Linked DNA regions of Mus musculus: all the other regions are linked to region 3. Evidence: chromatin contacts called from public HiChIP or PLAC-seq and Micro-C data. All regions are on one chromosome and are shown on one strand. Each heading gives the region's core, a stretch centred on a gene start, on an enhancer-like site or on the middle of the called end of the contact. The rest is flanking DNA. Distances are from core to core; before and after follow the strand shown. Region 1 holds the start of Yme1l1 (YME1-like 1 (S. cerevisiae)). Region 2 holds the start of Potegl (POTE ankyrin domain family, member G like). Region 3 holds the start of Spopl (speckle-type BTB/POZ protein-like).

The links. A called contact is a pair of places that touch in the nucleus more often than the background predicts. HiChIP or PLAC-seq counts read pairs in DNA pulled down with a chosen protein or histone mark.
Region 1: an H3K4me3 HiChIP or PLAC-seq map of the 230-238 cell line shows a contact between it and region 3, with 3 times the contacts expected there. The contact joins the promoter of Yme1l1 here to the promoter of Spopl in region 3. A contact is called at or near these places in 16 of 39 promoter capture datasets (the C10 cell line, the HPC-7 cell line, HPC-7-derived erythroid cells and 8 more), 2 of 484 Hi-C or Micro-C datasets (the G1E-ER4 cell line and Th1 cells) and 8 of 115 datasets of contacts at active chromatin or transcription factors (the 230-238 cell line, effector CD8 T cells, embryonic stem cells and 4 more).
Region 2: a contact with region 3 is called in a Micro-C map of embryonic stem cells, with 2.5 times the contacts expected there. The contact joins the promoter of Potegl here to the promoter of Spopl in region 3. A contact is called at or near these places in 6 of 39 promoter capture datasets (the HPC-7 cell line, embryonic stem cells, liver and 2 more), 16 of 484 Hi-C or Micro-C datasets (the G1E-ER4 cell line, embryonic stem cells and stem cell-derived epiblast-like cells), 1 of 115 datasets of contacts at active chromatin or transcription factors (embryonic stem cells) and 1 of 9 other capture datasets (macrophages).

The regions. Positions count from the first base shown.
Region 1 is chr2:23,154,167-23,158,029 of GRCm38.p6, reverse strand. Yme1l1 (YME1-like 1 (S. cerevisiae)) reads right to left here and starts at 1,525. Exons shown (of 19, transcript NM_013771.5): 1 at 1,299-1,525. The coding sequence starts at 1,331. It overlaps Mastl (microtubule associated serine/threonine kinase-like), which reads left to right and starts at 2,006. Exons shown (of 12, transcript NM_025979.4): 1 at 2,006-2,351. The coding sequence starts at 2,169.
Region 2 is chr2:23,205,511-23,209,557 of GRCm38.p6, reverse strand. Potegl (POTE ankyrin domain family, member G like) reads right to left here and starts at 2,082. Exons shown (of 11, transcript NM_027635.1): 1 at 1,454-2,082. The coding sequence starts at 1,746.
Region 3 is chr2:23,569,015-23,573,432 of GRCm38.p6, reverse strand. It overlaps Spopl (speckle-type BTB/POZ protein-like), which reads left to right and starts at 1,329. Exons shown (of 11, transcript NM_029773.2): 1 at 1,329-1,590.

The sequences.
Region 1 (3,863 bases), core at 276-2,775, 420 kb after region 3:
GAGCAAGCCTCCAAATGACAACCTGGTCACAGAAATCAAATGAATCGAACTCTGTAACTGCCTCAAGGCTTCTCTCCAACCTCCCTTTAGCCACTCTGTTCTTGCCACATGGGCCTGACTTTTGTTCCTCACAGGATTTTATATTTATATTTTTCTGTCTGCCTGAAATTCCCGTTTATTTATTTATTTATTTACTTATGGTTTTTCGAGACAGGGTTTCTCTGTGTAGCCCTGACTGTCCTGGAACTTACTTTGTAGACCAAGCTGGCCTTGAACTCAGAGATCCGCCTGCCTCTGCCTCCCAAGTGCTGGAATTAAAGGCGTGCGCCACCACGCCCGGCGAAATATCCGTTTATTGTTCATCTTTATTTCCAGTGACTAGGAGAAATCTACATTTGCTTGGTTCGCTTGCTGCCTAAGTAGCAGCTAAGCAATTCCTTTCTCCATTAGTCTACCAATTCCATAGGAACACAAAAAGAGGCAGGTAGTAAGATGTAACGAACATTTGGGGGGGCAGTCTTTTGAGACAAGTCTCACTATGTAACATCTCTAGATTCTCTGCCTGCCTCCCAAGGAATAATCCTCAAGACAAGTTGATGGTGCATCTGGTGTGATGGTGGTGGGAGCCATGATCCCAACACTTAGGAGGCCAGCCTGGACATAATAAGGACTAGGACAGCAAAGATAGACAATGAAACCTCGCCTCAAAAAATAAAATATAATTAATTAATTAATTAAACATTGTTAACACCTTCCCCCCCAAAAAGAAAACAAATTTTAATGAAACAAGGAAAAATTAACATAATTTGGGTCCTGATTTTTTAAAAAATGTTTAAAATTTAATTGCAAGAATCTAATGATTCAAAAATGTGCACAAGTTAATTCTACCCAGAAAGAAAGAAATTGTGATGCTATTCGAATTATTAGAGTATGTTTGAACTAAATTCGGCTTGAAAGGAAAAAAGGGTAATCAGAAATAGATGGATGGAAAGAACACTGTCTTCTTTACCTTTCTCGCAGATTTCACAAATCCCCATCTCAGACTGTCCAACCCTAAACAGTCCCTGAATTGTCAACAGAAATTCTGTGCAAGCCAGTGGATACGCTATGTGATGTTCACCACGGTTAGTGTCAGGTCATAGTCTCAGCACTGTCCCCTGATCTCCTTTTCAGCCTGCGACTCAAACAGGGTTCGTCGCTTCCCTCACTAATTTTGCTTCAGAAACACCGATTCTACTACAGCATCCGGGGAAAAGTCGCAAAAGGGACGCAGGAAAACGCCTGAATGCTGGGCTCACCTGAGGCTGCACAGTGCTCGACAGGGAGAACATCTCCGGGCCCTCGAGATCTTACCGGCCAGCCGAAACTGCTTCTTAGCTTCAGCTCCGAGGAAAGGGGCTGAGCCCTTTTATTTTCTCTTTATTTCTCTTTGCTTTTCTCCCAGTTTCTCCCTTACTCCTCCCAGAAACGAAAAAATGGCTTCCCCTCCCGACAGCTGCTACGACGACATCTGCCCCGGAAGACCATAGGTACAGTGCTTCCGGAGCAAGCCTCCGCGTTCACCCCGCCCCCGCCCGTCAGCGCTCCGCCTCTTCCGGGGACTCTGTCACTTTGGGGTGGTTTTTCGAGGTTCCTATCACCACCTCCACAATAAATTGGATGTTCTTCTAGTCGCTCCTACTCTGTTTCTGAATTCAGTACGCGGTCAAACGCACTTAACGCTCACCCAGGCTCTCCACATTCTGTGGCTTCGCTAGCTTCCACACATCATCCCTAGCCATTGCTTTACTTAACAGTCGGCCTGGCTTCTAGCTCATGCGGAGGGAGGGAGAACTGCAGATCTTGACTGAGACTCGGAAGGACCCCACCAGACTACATAAAGTCTTAGTCCCTTGCTCATTGGCCAGAATGCACTGCCTCGTCACAAAAACAGCCCGTGTATCCGCGGCTGAGCCCCGCCCAGCGCCCCTTCCGGCAGCGCCGCCGGCTCCGCCTAGCGCTCCGCAGACTGCGCCCAGCAGTGCCGCCGGCCCCCACCCGTCGATGCCTGCTTACAGGGAGCCGGCAGAGCGCAGACGCGCGGTGACGTCACGGGAGGCGTCCGGCGTAGGCGAAACCTTTTGAATCTAGCTGGCGGGAGTTGCTGCTGCAGGGCGAGCTGTGCAGCAATGGAGTCCGCCTCGGCAAGTGAGGAGAATGAAGGAGGTGCGGCGATAGAGGAGTGCGTGAGTAGGATCCCGGTACCAAGACCACCCTCCATTGAGGAGTTCACCATAGTGAAGCCCATTAGCCGTGGTGCATTCGGGAAAGTGTACCTGGGACAGAAAGGCGGCAAGTTGTACGCAGTGAAGGTAGGCAGTCAGAAGCGAGAAGGTCTTAAATGGTCCTCCCTCGCGGACCTCCCTTTTGAGTTGTTGAACAAACTCTGGAGCTGCTGTACCACTAGCCTGGAATGCCCGGCTTACAGAAGCCTGCACAGTCCTGCTTGTTGACTGTGGGCGTTTAGGCAGACTGCAGTGAGCAGGTGTCTGTCCTTTCCCTTGCCCTGCCCTTCTCTGTATACTGAGAATCATTAACCCAGTGAAAATAGCAAAACTTACCCAACTGTGCCCTGGCCATTGTTAACAAATGAGAAAACTGCGACTGAAGGCAGAGGCTTGAAGCCACACCCATGACTCCTGAGTCATGTTTCAAATCAAAACGGCCTTAAGTACTTGTTGGTTATGTTTTCCTTGTTTGACATACATAATAGCCGAAATCTTGCTATCACAAACAAGATTGGTTTGTAGACAGTTCAAATCTCACTCTTACCAAAAGGAAGCTGCATTATATTCGAATTTTCTGTGACACAATTTATATTGTGAAAGTTTTTAATTGTAGTATTATTTATTTAAAGTATCACCGGGATTGTGAGTTTGTTTTGCTTTTTTACTAACTTGAGCTTCACCTGGATTAACTTCGGTACTTTGATTACGTTTGTAATGGTCACTTTCCGATGATGCTTTAATTCCAGCTCTTTGATAAGCAGGAGCAAGTGATGCAAAACCAAAATTTTTGCTTCTCAAGATTTCCATCGTGATACGTAAGCTGTAAGTTCATTTATTATAGAGCAAGTAGAAAGAAATGTGTCCTAAATCAAGCGTTTCTTATCTATATGTGATCGTAAAAACAGTCAGTGTTCACTTAAAATTGTTCTGTCCACCCTAGCTTCTCATTACTACTTTGTAATGAGAACATTACATTGTAAACATGACAAAGGAGGCTACTGGCTGGCTCAGATTCCTGGTACCCAGTGCTTGGAGACTAGCACACAGTTAAGATAAGCAGCCCCTTCACCTGACTACCTAAATGACCTCTTCCTTTGCTTCTTTCCCTTTAATAGTACCAATGTCACCTCTACCCTTCAGGCTAGAAACTTGAGTTGCCCTTATATATTTCATCAATACACCACATACCCTTTGTTCCTGTTGTCCCTCTGGAAAAAAATGTTTTGTTTTTGTTTTGTTTTGCTTTTTTCATTCACAAGTGGATTTCTCCCCACTTACTTGTTCAGTGATGACTTTTGTAAATTAAATAGTATTGAAAACCAGTTTTAGGGGCTGGTGAGATGGCTCAGTGGTTAAGAGCGCCGACTGCTCTTCCAAAGGTCCTGAGTTCAAATCCCAGCAACCACATGGTGGCTCACAACCAGCCTAAACGAAATCTGATGCCCTCTTCTGGAGTGTCTGAAGACAGCTACAGTGTACTTACATATAATAAATAAATGAATTTTTTAAAAAAAAAAAACAGTTTTAAGGAATAGTTCCATAGCCCAAAAAATTACCTTTTTGCCTATTCACAGTACCTCTTCCCTTAATATGTCA
Region 2 (4,047 bases), core at 833-3,332, 360 kb after region 3:
TGATTGGGGATCTATGCTCAGTCCAATGAATGGCTGTGAGCATCCACCTCTGTATTTGTGAGGCACTGGCAGGAGAGAGCTATATCAGGCTCCTGCACACTGCTTTAAAGTAGATTATATTCTCTAGCACTGAAAATAAGCTAGAAAGAAATAAAAAGATGGCTAGAAACCAAATGTTCAAATTAAACATGTACGTCAGTGGTTCCTATCCTGTGGGGATCAAATGACCCTTTCACAGGGGTAGCCTAAGATCATCAGAAAACACAGATTATGATTCATAACAATATCAAATTACCATTATGAAGTAACAACAAAAATAATTTTATGGTTGGGGTCACCACAACATGCAGATCTGTATTAAAAGGTAGCAGAACTGACTGCTGATTTAATGAGTAAAAAAGAGGAAAATTCATTTGCAAGTTAAATACTTGAAAATAATACATTAGATTTGTACGTATAGTTTGTTAATTTAAGTTTCCAATCAATGCTTGTTTAGATGCAATCAAACTGGTTTGTCACTTAGCATAGTAAGCTATATATGACTAGGCTAATATTCCTCTATGTCTGTCTATGCCTTCTTCAAGGTAAAATATTCAATGAAGTCATTGAAATTTTTTATAACTGTGTTCTTCTAATAATTTGACTTTTAAGGCAGGCTTATAAAAGTAAAGTGCTATGGGTTTCTTTTCTTCCTACTGGAAGCAAGAGGTAGAGGTGTACAGCTTATAACTGTGGCAGGGGAAACAGAAACCCTCAGTTCAGTTTCTTACAATACACATCAGGCTTAATATACATATACATAAACATATATATATATACTTAATATTCTAATATATATTCTGATACATATCATATATAGTGGATACTGGGTTTTACTTAGAATTTTAGGCTTGAAGGTAATAAATACATTATAAAATATTCCTTTTGTAAGAATTCTTCACTTTTTGGGGGGCCAGGTGTGGTGGCGCACGCCTTTAATCCCAGCACTCCGGAGGCAGAGGCAGGCGGATTTCTGAGTTCGAGGCTAGCCTGGTCTACAGAGTGAGTTCCAGGACAGCCAGGGCTACACAGAGAAACCCTGTCTCGAAAAACCCCAAAAAAAAAAAAAAAAGAATTCTTCACTTTTTAAAAAATGTATCTAACGTTGTACTCCTAATATTACACAAAGTTAAAATGATGATTTGTTCTTGTTAATTGACACTTTCAAATAGTCTGTTGACTCTCTAAAGGTCTCATGAGGAAGGGAAAGCAACCAGACTTCTGCCCTTGCGTTGGCTGGGCCAGGGGTTCCTCCCAGGTGTGCTGATCACAGGTGCTGAAACGGTCACTATATAGTGGCAACAATCAGCGCTGGGCCCTCCCCACTCCTGTTCCTGTCCCGGGAGTGAGTAGAGGTGTCTTCTTCCACACTGCCCACACTGCCCTCAGACCCCAGGTCTGAAGAATCTCTTACCTATTCTCCCTGTCTCTGTGATTGACTTCGTATTTACCCAGAGTAAAGTACAGCCGCACAAAAGGTAAATCGCCTGCACAGGCCGCCATGTGCAGATCATTGTCAGGAAAGTAAGCCATGTCTAAATAAGCAGGATCCTCCCTTCCAAAGCTCAGGTTACTTCTCCGTGCCTTAATATCGCAGAAACCCAAGGGGGTCTCTTCCCTATTTGTTTTCTGACAGCAACACAGCGCAGAGAAGCCTGGAAACCCCAAAGGCCTCCTCTCTTCCCCACGGCTGTACTTTCCTCCCATCTCAGGCAAGGTTATTTATAACAAACCAACCGTTAACTGCCCCAGTATCAACGTTATTATAACAAGCAGACTCTCCCCATCTCATATCGAATTATAAGTCCACCCTCCTGTTTTTAATATTTATAATTAGCCCATTATTCGTTATCTAAGTATCAACGATGTAATAAGCCCACTCATCCTTATCCAAATATTATCACTTGTCATAGGCTTGCCAAGTCTCTCCCACAGTCCCTGTCCCTTCAAGTCTGCTCCCTGGTTTAGTGTCTATCAACTGCAGGGACAGTTGGCAGAACAGTTCTTGTCAAGCCATACTGGTGGACGCAAATATGCAAGGGTGTGCGTGAACGTGTGCGTGCCTGTGACCCTCGACTACCTGAAGCCAATAAAGGTTAATGCGCATGTGCGTAGTCCAGCCTGTCAAATCTCTGCAAAGTCAACTTGTGTTGTTTCAAAAATCAGAAGAGGCTGGAGGGATGGGCTCAGTGTTTACGAGCAAGTACTGCTCTTTCAGATGGACCTAGCTCAGTTTCCAGCGCCCACCATAGCTGGCTTACAGTGCCATCTTTTGGACAGCAGGCACCTATACTCGCAGAGGCGCCTTCCCTCACATGCATATGAACGAAATTTTAAAATTACGAACTTTTTAAATGTCAAAAGTCAAAAGAGGGCTAGATGACCTTTGGTCGTTTGTTCGAGGCTGACTTACAGCCATGGGAAAGCAGTCCTTGTACATGGCTGTTGAAAGTGATGGGGGACATGGAATGCCAAAGGCCAGCTCTACAGGAAAATCTCTTAACAGAATGCTCTCTTAATTTCTATTGTTTATTTTCCACATCCAGTGCGGTATGGGAATTAAGCAGTGGAACTAAGAGTAGTCCGTTTTCACGGTTTCAGAGGCAAATTTTGAAGAGAAACTCATGCACACTGCATGCAAAATGAACATCCACATCCACCAACAAACCTCCTAGCCTTTTGCCCTGACTATATTTTTATGTTCGGCTTTATTTTATTTTCTCTTATAAAACCTACAATAATTCCAAGGTGTTTTTTTAGAGAGCAACATATTTAAATTTTTTAATCGGCAATTTTCTTTCCCCAACCTATCTTTTCTCACTAGGTTACAATGGTATTTTATGTATATGTGTACGTGTATGTGTATGTGCGCGTGTATGTGTTTGTGTATGTATATGTATATTCAGTGGATTTCTCAGCCCCCAAGAACTACCTGGCTTGAACCATCCCTGCCATTGCTGCATTGCTGCATGCCTTCCATTCCTGCATGCCTTCGTACTCCCCTTCCCAAGACAAATAATTTCCTGCTCCTCTTCTTTCTCCTCACCCCCACTTACCATGCACCCAGAACCATATCCCCTCCAGTAGCAATGTCAGTGTCTCTGACCAGGGAACTCAATTAGACAGACCTTTTACAAAGCACACGGCCACAGAGGTAGCAAGATTTGTCAGTTTTGACCGTCGTTCAGTCTTTTGACGTGCTGAAAAGGTTTCAATGCCCTTATTTTCAAATTGCAGCTGTCCAGTGAATTACCAGGACCTCCAAACCTCAGGACTCCTCTGTCCAATATCACCTCTGTCCATTGATGGAGAGTCACATGAGTTCATAGCTCCTGTACTTTACTCATTTAATGGAGCAGGTAATGGTACCCTTCTTCCAGGATACTTCTGTTACCAGGAATTCCCCCCAGTTCTGTTCAATGCTGTGATTCATGGCTGATGGCTGCTGAACAGCGTCTTGTGGGCATCAGTGTGAGCTTTGCTATATAGGTTCACCTGCTCTGCAAAACTGAACTGTACTGGCTTTAAAAATCTTGCCCATTTTCATCTCTTAAAGCCTCTATCAAATAGTTTTTCTCCAAGAAACAATGTAATAAAAATACTTTAGCATTTTACACCATGTAGTTGTAAAAGCAGTATGTGATGTGGGAAAAAAATGAGCTGACATACATCCCTGGACAGTTTGAAGATATCTTCTAATGAGATAAAAATAAAGCCAAAAAAATAAAAATTTTACACCAAATATTTAAGGTATGACAGGATTGGTTTTCATTAGTTTAAAATGTCAATGACCTTTACTCTGCTAATTATGTACTAGTGTAAATAATTTATATAGATAACACAATAGTATTCCTGATACTTCCCTTATCATAAAAGCCTAATGCTCAGAAGACTTGCTTCCAAGAGCAAATATATCCATGCTTAGAATTCGACTCTCTTAGTAGCACATATTATTTTTATGAAATGGACTTGATTGCAATATTTTTGTATGTTCATATGAAGCACTTG
Region 3 (4,418 bases), core at 80-2,579:
GTCTTTTTCTGTGTCTGCTGTGTGCCTGTTTCCTCATTCCCAAATAAATATATTCCTTTAGCTACTGATTCTGTTTGCAGAGCATAAGATTTCTCTGTTGTTACCTGGGTGTTCAGTTAACTAGGGGCTGGATTGTGGTAGTTATGTTTGTTAACTTGATAAGTCTCAGACTAAGTCCAAAAAAGGTGATCTGACAGTCTGGATTCATCATTGTGCTTCTGCACACTGGATGCAATGTGACCTGCTGCCTTAAGCTCCCATTACCATGTCTTTATTGCCACGATGGACTGTGTTTTCTTAGCAATCCAAATAAATCCCTCTTTCCGTACATGGCTTTCCTGGGGTATTTTGTTGCAGGAATAGGACAAGTAGCTAATGTAAGAGTGCCAATAACCAAGTTGTGGTATCATCCATTTCTATAAACTCCAAATGGCTAAAGAAAGGAAGCAGTAACCTTAATATTACCATTTTTAGTTTAGTACGGTTCACTCTCCAGTTGTTGGCTGATCTTGTACAAAGGAACTCTACAGACTCCTTTCTTGTATGAAAAGTCCCCTTCATTCCCTCCAACCTAAAATGCCTTACGTGCAACTATTTACCCACACAGACTTGGGTTTCAGCTTTTAATACAGTTTGGGGGTCAGAATGGGAGGTGAGCAAACGTTACACCCAGATGCAGTCTTAATGGGCACAGGGCCTCACTGTTTCCTCACTGTAACAGGATTTTCTGAGTCAGGAGGCATCACTGGGCTTCTATCTATCTATCTATCTATCTATCTATCTATCTATCTATCTATCTATCTATCTATCTATCTATCGCTCCGGGCATCCCTGGGCTTCTATCTATGTATCTATGTATCTATCTAATCTACCTATCGCTACCTACCTATTATCTACCTATCTACCTATCATCTACCTATATCTACCTACCTACCTACCTACCTACCTACCTACCTACTTACCTACCTACCTCTATCTATCTATCTATCTGTCTGTCTATCTATCTATCTATCTATCTATCTATCTATCTATCATCTATCTATCAATCATCTATCTATTGCTCGGGGAAAACTTCCTATCTACCTCTATCTATCTGTCTGTCTATCTATCTATCATCTATCTATCTATCTATCTATCTATCTATCTATCTATCTATCTATCTATCTATCTATCTATCTATCTATCTATCTATCTATCATCTATCTATCAATCATCTATCTATTGCTCGGGGAAAACTTCCTATCGGTAGTTGCGAGGTATATGGGAAGCAGGAAATTGCTCGCAAAGCCGCCGCCGGAAGTTCCGGGCCTCGGAGCAGGAAAAGCTACTTGGCGCACGCGCCCTGATGACTGGCGGGGCGGAAACTGGACGCCCGAGCCTCAACACCTAGAGCGGGCTCGGGCTAGGCGCACTCTTTGGCGGCGGGTGTGTTTAATCTTGGGGAAGAAGTTTAGCAGCCGGTGAGGACAAGGAGGGAGGCCGGGAGGAGGATGCGGCTTGGCCGGGGGGTGCCCGCTGCAGGAGCTCGCCGCCGCCTCAGCCTCGGTCCCCGGGGCCGCCGAGGGCCCGCCCGCCGCCCCGCGTGTCCGGGTAGGTGTTCCGGCCGCCGGCCGGTGCTGGGCTGCCTCCCTCTCAGCTTTCCAGTCCTTGGTGCTCCGGCCCACGCCCTACGGCCCTGCCCCTCTCTCCCTTAGGCGGTTCTGCTTCCTCTGGACGTCCATGTCCCTTCCGGAGTGCAGTGCTGCGCTCCCCGGTCCCCCTTTGCTCGAGTCTAACTCCTTCCTCATCTGCATCCAGGAATCTACTACGCCCGCACTTTTATGCCTTCTCCTGTCTTCCTGAAGCAAAGAACTGCACCCCGATAGTCTTCATCCGTCCTCTCAAATGGGTTCTGAAAGCTGTCGTCCCTGTTAGCTCATTTTAGGGCGCCTTAAGCTCCCCGGACCAGGAGTGTCCGTCTCCAACCACATTCTTGCCCCTAACAGCTCATATTTACCAGGACATGACAAGCCAGCCCCATGATTAGGGTCAGTTCTTGAATATAGAAATGTGTCTTCCCTTTTTATCTTTTGCTGCTGTCTTTCCTGTTAATTCTCTATCTTAGGTATGCATGTTTGTGTTGACCGAAAGGAAAAGAATGATAGAATTTTCGCCCTCCAAGAAATTGACAGTCCCTATAGAAATAAAAGCCACTCCTTCAATTTCCATGACTGAATACAGTGCCTAAGCTGTCTGCCCATTTTCCCCTGGTGTCTGACACTTCGCATATATCTGAATAATTTTGGGCTTAGTTTGCCCCACTAGGAGACTTTACTTATATTCTTGTACAGTTGAAACCTCCTCTTTATTGGGGTGGAAGGAGAAGTAGTAAAAGACTGGGGAAATTACATTCCCCCCACCCCTCATGATAGAAGTGGCAGAATATTTCAAATTATTATTCCCACATTCCTAAGAGAAATGTTGCTCCATGGTTAGGAGCTCAGAGAGTAGTTGAATTGCCGAACATTCTACCCAGCAAGCTCGGTTCTGGCTTTGAGAAAGTCACTTATCTTTTCCAGCCTTTAGTAGTCGTATAGCTATAAAGAAGGTGGTGACAATACTCTTTGGTAGTAGTGCTTGAACAAATGAAATGCAGGTAAAGTACCTGTCAGGGCCTGGAATGTGCTAAGTGCTTCTGAAATGTTACCCTTTTATAGCCTGATTCTATTCAAGTGCTGGTAAGTTGATTCTAAGAGAGGAAAGTAAGAATTGAGAGGTACTGTGTTGTTATTACTTAACGTCCACTTTTGGTGTATATAAGGTTTGTACTGCATTATTATGCCAATTAATGTGTGTGTGTGTGTGTGTGTGTATGTGTGTGTGTGTGTATTTCAAATACATGTTTTAGCTTTATTTATGTTCCCTACTTTTGCATAGGAAAATCGATGAGTTCCTGTTTCAAATATCTGTTTGGAACTTGTAAAACTCTATCATTGCTTTCAGATTTTTTCTGAAAAAATACATAGCAGATTTTTTTCACAGTAGAAAAAATACATAACAATATTATCACTATAGGTGAAATATTCAGAGCTGAGTTGGTAGCCTACACATGGCTTTTATATTGAATTACAGGAGGCAAAGACATTCATTCATATTCCTAAGCCTTTACCTGTTTACTAAAGTTCACTCACCTGTTGAGTAAGGTTTGCAGTCATACAGAATGACTTAGAGTCTGTTATCCTTTGCTGTCCCTCAGACTTGCTCTTTCCTAGCTGGCTAATTGAGATAAGCTTCTCACGTTTCTAAATATCGTTTATTTTTAAAAATTGGGATCTAGACACTGAGGCTTCCTTTAGGTTGTGTAGAAAAATAGCATTGTGCTTTTGTAGAACTTTTGGGACAGTTTTTCTGCGGTCTTATTTGTGACAAGGCATGAAAGGCATTTGTGTTTGATTGTCTTAATCATTGTCTTGTTTCAGTAACACACAATAAAATGAACTTTTTGGTATGTCAGATGGCTGTTAAAGCTTTTAAAGTTTGTGGAGTAGTCATTTTCTTAGTTCAAAGAACATGCTTAGAATGGCTTTGAATATAGAGTAATGTAGTGAGTGAAGCATATAGCTCAGGGCTAAAATGATACACATCTATGATCCTGCATTCTTTTCCAAGTACCAGCAGATAAATAATTTGGGCAAGAAATGATAAAACTTTAGGATAGCAAGAACAGGGTTGAAGTAACTTTCATGAACATCTGAGAGGCAAAATTGGTAGGATTTAGTAATGACTCGATTTGGGACCTCAGAGAGAGGAAAAGGCTAGTACCTGAAGTATGCATTGAAAGAGGCAAGTGTCCATCTTTAGTATGATGTGTATTACAGGTACAGAGGCCAGAAGATGGCATCAGCTCTTCTGGAAATGGAGTGACAGATTGTGAGCCATCATGTCAGGTCTGGAAACTGAAAACAGGTCCTCTGCAAGAGCTTCAAATGCCTCTAACCACTGAGCAGTCTCTACAGACTCCAGGAAACAATTTTGAATGTAGCCAAGAAGTCAGTTAAAAACTACAAAACACACTGCTTTTAGTGACATGCAGACAATTTTGAATTTCTTAGTCTACCCACAAACTATTTGGTGATTAAATTTCATTTTAATTGCCAAAGCTACCACTATAAACATAGAGGGATTAAAAATTTATAGCATGGGCCATATTTTCCTTCTTGACCTCTGGCCCATATATAATATGTGTATATACACATATATGTTTTGTTTGGTTTGGTGACATTTGGATACATATCTGTAACCTTTTCCCTTTACTAATTTAAAGTCTTTTTTTAAGACTCACTATCAGAAACTGAGTTCTAGACTTAACTATGCACTTAAGAACTTAGAGTGTAGGTAACAATGGCCAAGTAGATGAATAATTGTTACTCTGGTATGAA